Linked DNA regions of Mus musculus: all the other regions are linked to region 3. A link is a contact called in public Hi-C and promoter capture Hi-C data. All regions are on one chromosome and are shown on one strand. Each heading gives the region's core, a stretch centred on a gene start, on an enhancer-like site or on the middle of the called end of the contact. The rest is flanking DNA. Distances are from core to core; before and after follow the strand shown. Region 1 overlaps Efcc1 (EF hand and coiled-coil domain containing 1). Region 2 holds the start of Gp9 (glycoprotein 9 (platelet)). Region 3 holds the start of Arhgap25 (Rho GTPase activating protein 25).

Region 1 (3,415 bases), core at 891-3,390, 210 kb after region 3:
CCCAAGTCATCTGTCTCATTGTCCTTTGAGGCCATGTGGGTGGCTGCTGGTAGGAACAGAGGCCCTTCTTTCAGGAACAATGGAACAGACCCAAACCAGAGACAAGCTGGGGAGAGGCCCGGGCTCAGAGGCCTAGATACCCCGAATTCAAATCCCAGCTTTTTTTTTATGTGCTATGCAGTACCTGGAGGTATTTTCCCCTCTATGAGACCAAGTTCTTCATCTATTAAGTGGGGAAACTTCCATTCTTCCATATTGGTGTACATACTGTGTGGGGAGGGAAGAGGGAGGACTAAGCTGTAGAGTATGACCCTCAGCAAGACTTTCTTGTGTCCAGGAGCCTCAGTTTCCTTATCTGCAAAATGGGATGACAAGAACAATACTAACACCCACTTCTGGGTATTTGCCAGGACACTGGACAAACTGGACAGCTGAGCGCCCTAAAACCTCATTTTACCTGTCCACTCATATACAGCTCCTGTCGCCAGCAGCCACGATTCAGTGTTTAAATCTGGGATCGTCCTGCCCACTGTAGGTGGCTCTTCTCTGAGGTAATGCTGACACTCAGACTGCATGTCACTCGGGTCTTTTGTGTCTGGAGACTCACTGCAGAACACACGAGCTCAGAGTATCCTTTGCAGGGGGGCCTGACCTAGACAAGAACAAGCCATACAGGTTGGAGAGTGGAGTAGGCAGAAAGCCCCAAGTGCTGCCTTGTGGTCCCCACTGAAGCCCAGGTTCAGCCCTGCCTCGGCTCTGCCTGTTCCCACTCAGTCCATCCTAGCCCTGCACTGCCCATGCATGGCTGTCCTGGCTCCTACTCTCTTCCCAGCTCCCTTCCAGTCACTGACCACATGCTCAGGGCCACGGTGGCCCGAGCACCCAACAGAGCTGGGCGGCTTTCCTAATCACACCCTCTGGAGCCTCTTTGCCATGGCATACATAGCTCCAAGTGACCTGACCTCTGACCTCAGCTCTGCCAGGGCCCACTGCAGTAATCTACCAACACACTCATCCCTTGAGTCCACCACAGCCCTCTGCAGCCCCGAGGTCCGTCTCTGGTGGCCATCACAGATCTCAGCCAGATACCCCATCCCACTACAAGCAGTTCCCTGCGGTCCCTACAGCCTGTCCTTCCCATCCCTTTCTCGTTTTGTGACAATTTCCCTAAGTCTATCTCCCTGAGGCCAGCTAAGCCATGAGGTCTGGGCCCATTCTTGCTAAGGACAGAGCTGCCCCACAATATGTTGTGGAGGATTAGAGGACAGTATTAGCAGTGGGCTGACCAGCTAGCTGGAGGGCCACAGGCCCCCACTGAACCAGAGACTGCACAGCAGAGATGGCCAGAAGACCCCTGGGCTACCCCATGCCGCCTGTCTGTGACTTCTTTTCCACTTCTCTCCAGCGGCAGCCCTGGCCCTCCTTCCTCCTGTTGTTCTCTTGTTTTCACACATAGTCTCAACTTCCGAGAGGCTTCTCAGCTCAGGAAATATCTCACAGGAAAGGAAACCACAGTGTAGAACCCCCAGGACCTCCAGGGAAGGCTGTGGTCTGGCACAAGGATACCTGCCAGCCGAGGGTCTTATCAGCCTTATGGCTTTGTGAAGTTTCCAAGATACAGAGTGGTTCAAAGGGCTGGCAGCTGAGTGGCTGAGAAGGGGCAGACATTGTTTATACCAGGAGAGGCCACGATCAAACGTGGGAAGGTCTCCATGCCTCGTCTTGGCTTTGGAATGGCACAGTCACATGTCCCTTGATTCCAGCCACAGGTTTGCAGTGGGGCTCCAGCAGATGTCGGGGCCAGTCTTCATTTGCTTTTAGATAGAAGACATGATGCTGAATCCAGGTGACCTCAGAAGTAAGGTCACAGTTTATGAGTGACAGGGGGCTCTGCCTGTGGACATGGCCATGCTGTGAACTTCAGGCTGTCTTCACCCTTCCCTTTCAGTAGGTCACAGCCTTGAGTGGCAGGTCCCACCTGCTGGAGAGACCTTGCTGGAACTTGCTATAGACATGGTATGAGTACATGGTAAATTGCTAGAGGTGGCCTAATCCCTCTGGCTGGAGTCTAGTTCTGTGGGGGCTGAGGTGAGTGGAGATGACATAGATGCAGGACAGGAACCAGCATCTCTTACCATCTGCTGTGCATGAGGCAGCATGCCAGAGTTCTTATCTACACCACCTCATTTCTCCCCCAAGTAGTGCTGTAAGTGGTTTAGTAATGATAATACTTCCAGCTGCATGTCACAGAAACCCAATTCATAACAGCATAAGTAATAGCATGTATGGTGACTGGAAAGATGGCTCAGTGGTTAAGAGCACTGGTTGCTCTTCCAGAGGACTGGGGTTCAATGCCTAGCAACCTCATGGCAGCTCACAACAGTCTGTAATTCCAGGATCCAACACCCTCTCACAGACACACATGCAGGCAAAGCACCAGTGCACATAAAATAAAAATTTTAAAATTATTATGACTAAGCAGTGGTGGCATACACCCTGGCACTAGGAAAGCAGAGGCAAGCAAGACCTCAAGGCCAGCCTGGTCTACAGAGTGTGTTCTACAGAGTGAGTTCCAGGAAAGTCAGGCCTACACAAGAAACCGTGTCTTGAAGGGCCAAAAGTAGAAAGGATAAATAATAATAGTAACATCTGTGCCCTCCAATGGAAATCCTGGGGTGAGTGACCCTGACAACTAAGAAATGTCTTCAGAAGCTCTCCTCCTTCCTTAGCTATGAGCCACCTTGCCGGTGAGATGACCACGGGGTCCCAGTGACTGTGGCTCCCCATAGTCCTGAGGGTATCTTTCTGCCCTGGTTTCTCTGAGGACCTCAGGCAGCACTGGACAGATTTTAGCCTGGAAGCCAAAGTGAGGGCATTACTGTTGGTCAAACACATTCTGCTCAGACAAGCTTGGCAGAGAGGGCAGAGACCATCATTTCCCTCATCCAGACAGAATCTAGCCCTCTGCTAGCTTGCCACACTCTACTAAGAATTATTTTTCATTTTCAATGACCTAAAAAAAAAAACTTCAAAAAAGAATATTTCACAGTATGAAAATTTCATGAAATTCTAAATGTTTGTGAAGATTATCTAAGGTTTTCTTAGAACACAACCATGTTTGTCCTTTGAGCACCTCTGAGACTACTTTTGTGTTTCAAAGACCATGTATTATAAGGCCAGGCTTAAAAGCCTGAAATATTCTCAGAAAAAGTTTACCGATTCCTGAGTTAGTGTCAGTGTCTAGCAGAGTACTTTCCCGGCATGTGCTGGCTCTGGGATGCTGACAAACATGACTACATACATGTCATCGCCCTCGTGACTGGTGCCATCATATCCGCCATTAGGGCACCTGTTCATCCTGAGTGGGAAACTTGGATGGGATAGGAATGGTCTTTCTGCTTCTCTTCCCAGTCCT
Region 2 (3,152 bases), core at 324-2,823, 240 kb after region 3:
GAACAGGCCTGGTCAGGAGCACAGCCTGGGCGCTGTAGACCCCCATTCACCCAGGGACTCTGGCCCCACCTTGAGGAAAAACCAGCTACCCTGAAGATGGGCAGATCCGTGAAGATTCCTGATGCCCAAGGCTCTACCATAAAGGGAAGAAACACTCACAGAGGCTGAGGCCAATCAGGGGCAGAGTCCTCACAAGAGTATGAAGGTAGGTTCCAGGCAGGTAGGACTCAGGGGCCAGAGGGGACCCAGCCAGCCCTGGGGAACCAGAGCTCACCCAGTGAGAGTTCTGTATATATGCAGCCCCTATTCTGAGAGCAGAAGTGGACAGATGCTGCAAAGAGAGCATGGGGCTTCAATAGGTCCTGCCACCAGCCTGGTCCAAAGGCCTGTCTGTCTACAGGGGAGGGCAGCAGCTGGCCTGCGAAAGTGGGAGAGGACTGTGTAAGAGAAGGAGGAGGTGCTGTCCACCTCTGCCCTGACCTGGGCCCATATGACTTCTCCATGAAGAGTGCACAGGGATCCAGCAGCAGACCATGTTGGTGGCCTCTGTCCTACTGACACAATATCAGCCTCTGTCCCTGTGCCTTAGATGGTGGCACTGCTGCTCCCTGCCTCAGTTTCCCTCTCCAACTCTACACCCGCCTGAATCTCTCCAGATCAAGGAGCCAGGATACTTTTATTGTGTCTGTTGATCTTGGCCAACACCAGCCGTGACCACAGGGTTGATCAGGGGTCTCTCACTCTCCCCAGTGGTCCATCTTTCCTCCCACAGTCCCAGGAGCCCCAGCTCCTGGACATGTTACTTCAGCCCAGGCTTCACCAGTGGCCCCCGTTCTGTGCCCATGAACTCTGTCATCTGCTAAAAATCCATTGATTTGGTTAATATTCACAACTGTGGGGGTTTTATGATTTGTTTAAAAAAATGCAGATTTGAATTTTAATTGCATAATGATTCTATTTCACCATTAGGTCCGATTTTGATTAATAGCTTGTAATACCAAAACCATTCATTAAACTGAAATGGGAGTGAAAACAGACATCATGCTCAAGTGGAAGAGGCTATAAAAGTAACATGAGATAAATTAGTCTCCTGTCTCCGAGAGGCTCAGCCCTGCAAACCTGCAACTCCGTGAGAAACAGGAAAGAGAGGGGCCCAACAGGTGCAAAAGGCACCATGGAGAGAAAGGAGCCTCCCTCAGCATCTTTAGAGAGAGGGAGGACTATAAATAGACATTCACACCACACCTGGGGAGGTAAAAGCATCAGGACCATCGCCTGAATCTACAAAGGAAAACTCACAGCCAGCCATCACTCTCCTCCTCCTCCTCCTCCGGGAAGTCCTCCCCAACTACTAGCACCAGGCAAGGGACACCTTGATTGGCCCACAGACCCATCACACAAGACCACAGGCTGCTTGAGGTACAGAGGTACCCCTCCCTTAAGGTGGGGTTGGTCTACAGTTCTATGTCCAAGGCCCTAGGACTCTGGGTGCCTCCTGGCCCTGACAGGCCCTCGGGGCTGTCTTTAGGGGATAAGCCAGGCTATTTTCACCATTTCCTTCCTCCTGTCAGGCAGCAGCCACACTGCCAGCTCACACAGCTCACACACACCACCACCACCGCAGCCTTGAACAGGATGGTACCAGCCCACAAAAGGTGTGCCCCAGCCAAGGCCTCACAGGTAAGCAGTCTCCTTATTTTCAGCATGACCTCCTGCCTGGTGTCCACTCCAGCTGAGCTGGCAGAAAGAGAGGGGACACGTCTGTCTCTCCCTGGACGATCTCTGCTAAAAGACAGAAAGTGGGGGATCATTTGCTCTAAGTTGTTAACCAGCAACTTGGCTGAATGAAGATTCAGAAGTCATTCAGTGAACACCCCCAGAAGCCTGCTCTGAGGTGGGTCCTGGTAGGAGAGCAGACAAAGGAAACGGCCCTTAGCCCTAAGCCAGGAGAAAGGGCTGCAAGCCAGGCAGACCCACATGGCCATGAGACACTTTCCTGACTCTGGACTTTGCCATGGACTTCTGGGTGAGCCTAGGCAAGTATTTTCCCTCTCTAAGCTTCCCATTCCCAGTTCTGGGCCTTAGCCTAGACAAGTGGCTTTCAAGACAGGTCTATGAGTTCCCCATCAGTGCTGCTGCCCTGCGAGCCCTAAAGGTTTTTTTGAATCAGGCATCATGGGAGAGTGGACACGGTGCTGAACGCATTCCCTGGCCTGACTCCCAGCCCAGGCAAAGGACTGGGTACAGCCCAGAAAGACATTTCCTGTTCTCTGTGGCCAGGGACGAAGACTGGAGTCCCTTAGCAGTCCCCTGTTTCCCTATCTGAGCAGAGGCTTGGATCTCTGCCAGAGACCAAGAAGGCCCTGCTCCTCTCTACCACTCTTCCTGGGCTGTACCCAACACGCTGCTGAGGCCTGGAGAAAAAGTGTAGACCCTGTCCAGCATAGGTATCCTGGCACAGGCTGACAAGCGTTAATCTCATTGCTCTGCCCACAGCCTGCCTCCTGGATGACTACCTGGGGCCTCCTGTTTCTGCTCTGGCCTGCGACCACAGATACTCAGGCTTGCCCCAGGCCCTGTACCTGCCAGTCCTTGGAAACCATGGGGTTAAAGGTGAACTGTGAGGGGCAAGGCCTCACAGCCCTGCCCGTGATACCAGCGCACACTCGCCAGCTCCTGCTGGCCAACAATAGCCTGCGTTCAGTGCCACCAGGTGCCTTCGACCACTTGCCTCAGCTGTGGGACCTGGATGTGACACACAACCCCTGGCACTGTGACTGCAGCCTCACCTACCTGCGCCTCTGGCTGGAGGACCACATGCCCGAGGCCCTAATGCATGTGTACTGTGCCAGCCCTGACTTGGCCACCAGGCGCCCGCTGGGCCAGCTGACAGGTTATGAGCTGGGCAGCTGTGGCTGGAAGCTGCCACCATCCTGGGCCTATCCAGGGGTGTGGTGGGATGTGTCACTAGTGGCTGTGGCTGTGCTGGGCCTGATTCTGCTGGCTGGTCTATTGAACACATTTACAGAGTCCAGGAACTGAGCCTAGCCCATAAAACCAGGGAGAGCCCAGGTCCCCAGAAGCATCAGCCCCAGTCAGCCCATGCCATCAAAAGCCCACAGGGGGCAGGCTGAGGCCGCCTCATGGGCAAA
Region 3 (3,158 bases), core at 344-2,843:
CAGCTCTGTTTGGAAATGTGGGCTCCTGATCACCAAAATAAATGGCTTCTCTGGTTACTTTCAGTTTCATTTCAAAGCCCTTTTCTGACCTGCTTCCTATCTGTGAGCTTTTAGTGAACTACTTATTTTAACACACCAACCACCATGAACCATCTGGCCAAAACTTTCTTCTAAGCAAAATCCTTCCATGCTGTTTGCAAATACCTCAACACTGTAAAGCCTAAAATCAAGAAATTTATCTCACTGAGTAGATAGTCGTGTGTGTGTGTGTCTCTGTGTATGTGTGTGTGTGTGTGTGTGTGTGTGTGTGTGTGTGTGTGTGTGTGTGCTTCATCTGACTATGATCAATTTAAAACTAAAGTTTAATAACAGAAGAAATATCAGGTATTCAGGCCATGCCGATAATCTGAGCACTAAAGTAACTCTGTGAATCTAAGTTTCCATAGCAAGTTTCAGGCCAACTAGAGCTACAGAGCGAGAATTCATGGTGCAGGGGGTGGCAAGAAAACAAGACATCTATATAATAGCAAACAATAGATTTGACGAATATATATCACCATTGTTAGAGGAAAATGATATGAACACCTCGAATTATCCTTCATAACTAACTAAAGTCTATCTTTCCCAACTCTCCTGCGTTCTCCCACGTTCTGTTCCTTAGAATAGTGTTATTATACTTCAAAAGCCTCTATTCTCTCACCCTGTTCTCCTTGTCTACTTTTAACTATAGGTAGTCCCTCATTGGCCTCTGGGTTCACAAAAAATGTGACACTCCCTTGAATTCATCCACAGATGAATCACTTCAAAATACTCGAGTCTCTGTCCTCTTACTGAAAGCCATTCAACAGTTAGACGACGTGCCATGCCAGAAAGAACCGACTTTCCAATGACAGAAACAAAATCTCAGTTTTGTGTCCAATGCACAGCCGAAACCATCCAAGTTCCCTTGACCCACATAGTCCACCCCCAGAGAGAAGAGAACCCCCCCAACCCCAGCACACTAGAACTTCTCAGGACTCGTCCACCCGAATGCACATTTCTGCCAAGCTCAGTGTTGTTGTGTGGTGTGCTTTGGCCGACTGAGCTCCCACAACTCAGAATGCAAATAGTGGGTGCTCACGCATAAGAACCCCGAGGAAATACCTGGACCCCGACCTTACCTATTTTTGAAGCCTCCGCTTTCAAATTGAAATCCCAGTTCCTTGGCAGCTTGAGAGACATTTTGCTTCCGAGGTGGGTGAGTAGCTGGTCAAGTGGCTCACAGTGTGTCACAGGCTGTGCCCTTCTTGTTTCTCTGATCTTCACTTCGGTTCCTCTGCCTTCTCTGCCTGTTGCTTGCTTTGCAGGCACTCTTACGCTCCAGACCGATCTGCCCACGTGTCTCCTCCTTTCTCTCTCATGAACCGTCCATCCATCTGTCACTCGGGGATGGCACCCAAACTCCCCAAGTCCCACCCACAGTCCCCCAGGGGCTGGCACCCTGCTTTGCGTTCAGATTTACCAGAAATGTCCCAGTTGACACTGCCTCTTGGGAAGCAGAGCCCTGCTGGGCAGAATCTCAGGCCTTACTGAAGTGAAGTTGTGATAAACAACTGCTTTTTTTTTTCTTAACTGTCTGCTTCCTTGCGTTTTGAGGAAGTGGCTGGCTGTTCAGTGTTGTAGCGTTATGAGCACACTGTCTTCAGAAGATGTTATTTAGAAATCTTTGTAAAGCTAGTGCATGTTTGTGTTATAAGACTGTGGTTTTAATTAAATGGAAAGAGACTCCCAAGGCTCTCGCCATGTGCCTGGACTCCTGTGTTCGCCTCCTTGACTCCAGATTTTGGCGGCTAAAAGAGGCCAGGCAGGCAGCCAGCATTCTGCCCAAGAATGGGCAGCATCTTTAAAAATTCCTGCCGTGAAAGGACCACATAGTTCACACCTGCTTGGGTAGAAGGTTTCCAGCAGGTACTTTGATTCCAGCCAGGCAGAGCCACACAAAGGGTCACTGCTTCTCCCCCCTTGTGTATGCTGTGGCGTTTACAACCAGACCACCATGTGTAAAAAAATTCAGTTTTCCTCCCCTTTTAACAGACTCTTCCTGGGCCTCCACGACTTCTTCAGAGAAACAGGATCCTTAACAACTGTGGGGTAAGGAGTCGTTGCAGAAGCTGGTGGGACAGACTCTTGACACACAGCCAATACCCCACAAGCACTTATTTGACCTTCATTCTATCTAGCCCAGTCTGTGGCAGACTTTTACATCTTCAAATAGGTCACCTTGAGCTAGCGGTTGAGCTGATAGGTCCTCGAACCAGACTGCTGTGTTCAAATTCTCAGGCCGGTTGACTTTGGATGTGGCTCTTGAACCATTATTTTCTGTTTTGATTCCCTCATCTGTAAGTGTAGCACTTAACAGACTGATTTTGCAGGGCTGCTATGAGGTTTCTGCAGGCTCCAAGCCTTCCATGTAATCACCAAGCACACCGCACATGCCTGGGGCCTGGGCCATCTACCTCAGTTCTCCTGGATAACTGCTTTTCAACACCTCCCACGGGCTATGGACAGGTGACCCACCTTCCCGTTACCTGCTGCATGGACCACCTCACCTCTCCCCAGCTCAGCTCCATCTCCTCTTTCTATTTTCTCTTGGATCTTTCCAATCAATATTAGCACTACAATGTTTTTCATATCAAAAAAAATCTCTCTTGACACTACTTCCTCCTTTGGCTATAGACTATTTCTGAGAATTTTTTTTTTAAATTAAGGACTGTTGGACTTACTGTGATCGCTCCTCTTTTTCCTTCCTGGATTTCTCCCATTGAGGCTTTTGCCCCCAGGACCCCATAGAGTGGCTTCTCAAGACACCAACAGCTTTCCTGTCACTGAACCAGGTCTCCATCCTCACCTCTCAGCCTTATCAGCAATGGACAGAGGTGGCCGCTGCCAATTTGTAGAACTCTGTGAACCAGACTGGTTTTCTGCCTCTTTTCCTGGTACTCTATGTCCGGTTTCTCTCTTTATCCTTTCTCTCACTGTAAGTTGGGCTTACAGTGGGTGTAAAGATACATCTTTATCATCTTGATGATCATGGCTGCCCTAAGACTTTAGTTACACCACATAGATAATGGCCCACATATATAATGTATGGATGTTTCCAGACTAGACCACTTTTGAGT

The links. Promoter capture Hi-C pulls out the DNA fragments that hold promoters and counts their contacts. Hi-C and Micro-C count contacts between places; a contact is called where the count stands out from the background.
Region 1: a Hi-C map of the G1E-ER4 cell line shows a contact between it and region 3, with 2.6 times the contacts expected there. The contact joins the enhancer-like site here to the promoter of Arhgap25 in region 3. A contact is called at or near these places in 3 of 484 Hi-C or Micro-C datasets (the G1E-ER4 cell line, embryonic stem cells and nephron progenitors) and 6 of 115 datasets of contacts at active chromatin or transcription factors (bone marrow-derived dendritic cells, bone marrow-derived macrophages, embryonic stem cells and 2 more).
Region 2: a promoter capture Hi-C map of the HPC-7 cell line shows a contact between it and region 3. The contact joins the promoter of Gp9 here to the promoter of Arhgap25 in region 3. A contact is called at or near these places in 4 of 39 promoter capture datasets (the 3T3-L1 cell line, 3T3-L1-derived adipocytes, the HPC-7 cell line and 1 more) and 1 of 115 datasets of contacts at active chromatin or transcription factors (microglia).

What each region holds. Positions count from the first base shown.
Region 1 is chr6:87,738,526-87,741,940 of GRCm38.p6, forward strand. The region is part of intron 2 of Efcc1 (EF hand and coiled-coil domain containing 1); the gene reads left to right. Gm34414 (a long non-coding RNA gene) reads right to left here. Exons shown (of 3, transcript XR_003956327.1): 3 at 2,511-3,415. Among named protein-coding and RNA genes, the nearest start is that of Efcc1, 9.4 kb to the left of the region's middle. Within about 2 kb of position 2,141, at least 21 of the 459 cell types and tissues checked have an H3K27ac peak or open chromatin away from gene starts, as enhancers often do. A contact at or near this core is called in the G1E-ER4 cell line, where this site is marked.
Region 2 is chr6:87,776,497-87,779,648 of GRCm38.p6, forward strand. It overlaps Gp9 (glycoprotein 9 (platelet)), which reads left to right and starts at 1,574. Exons shown (of 2, transcript NM_018762.2): 1 at 1,574-1,680; 2 at 2,497-3,152. The coding sequence starts at 2,509. The coding sequence ends at 3,042.
Region 3 is chr6:87,531,666-87,534,823 of GRCm38.p6, forward strand. Arhgap25 (Rho GTPase activating protein 25) reads right to left here and starts at 1,594. Exons shown (of 11, transcript NM_001037727.2): 1 at 1,161-1,594. The coding sequence starts at 1,221.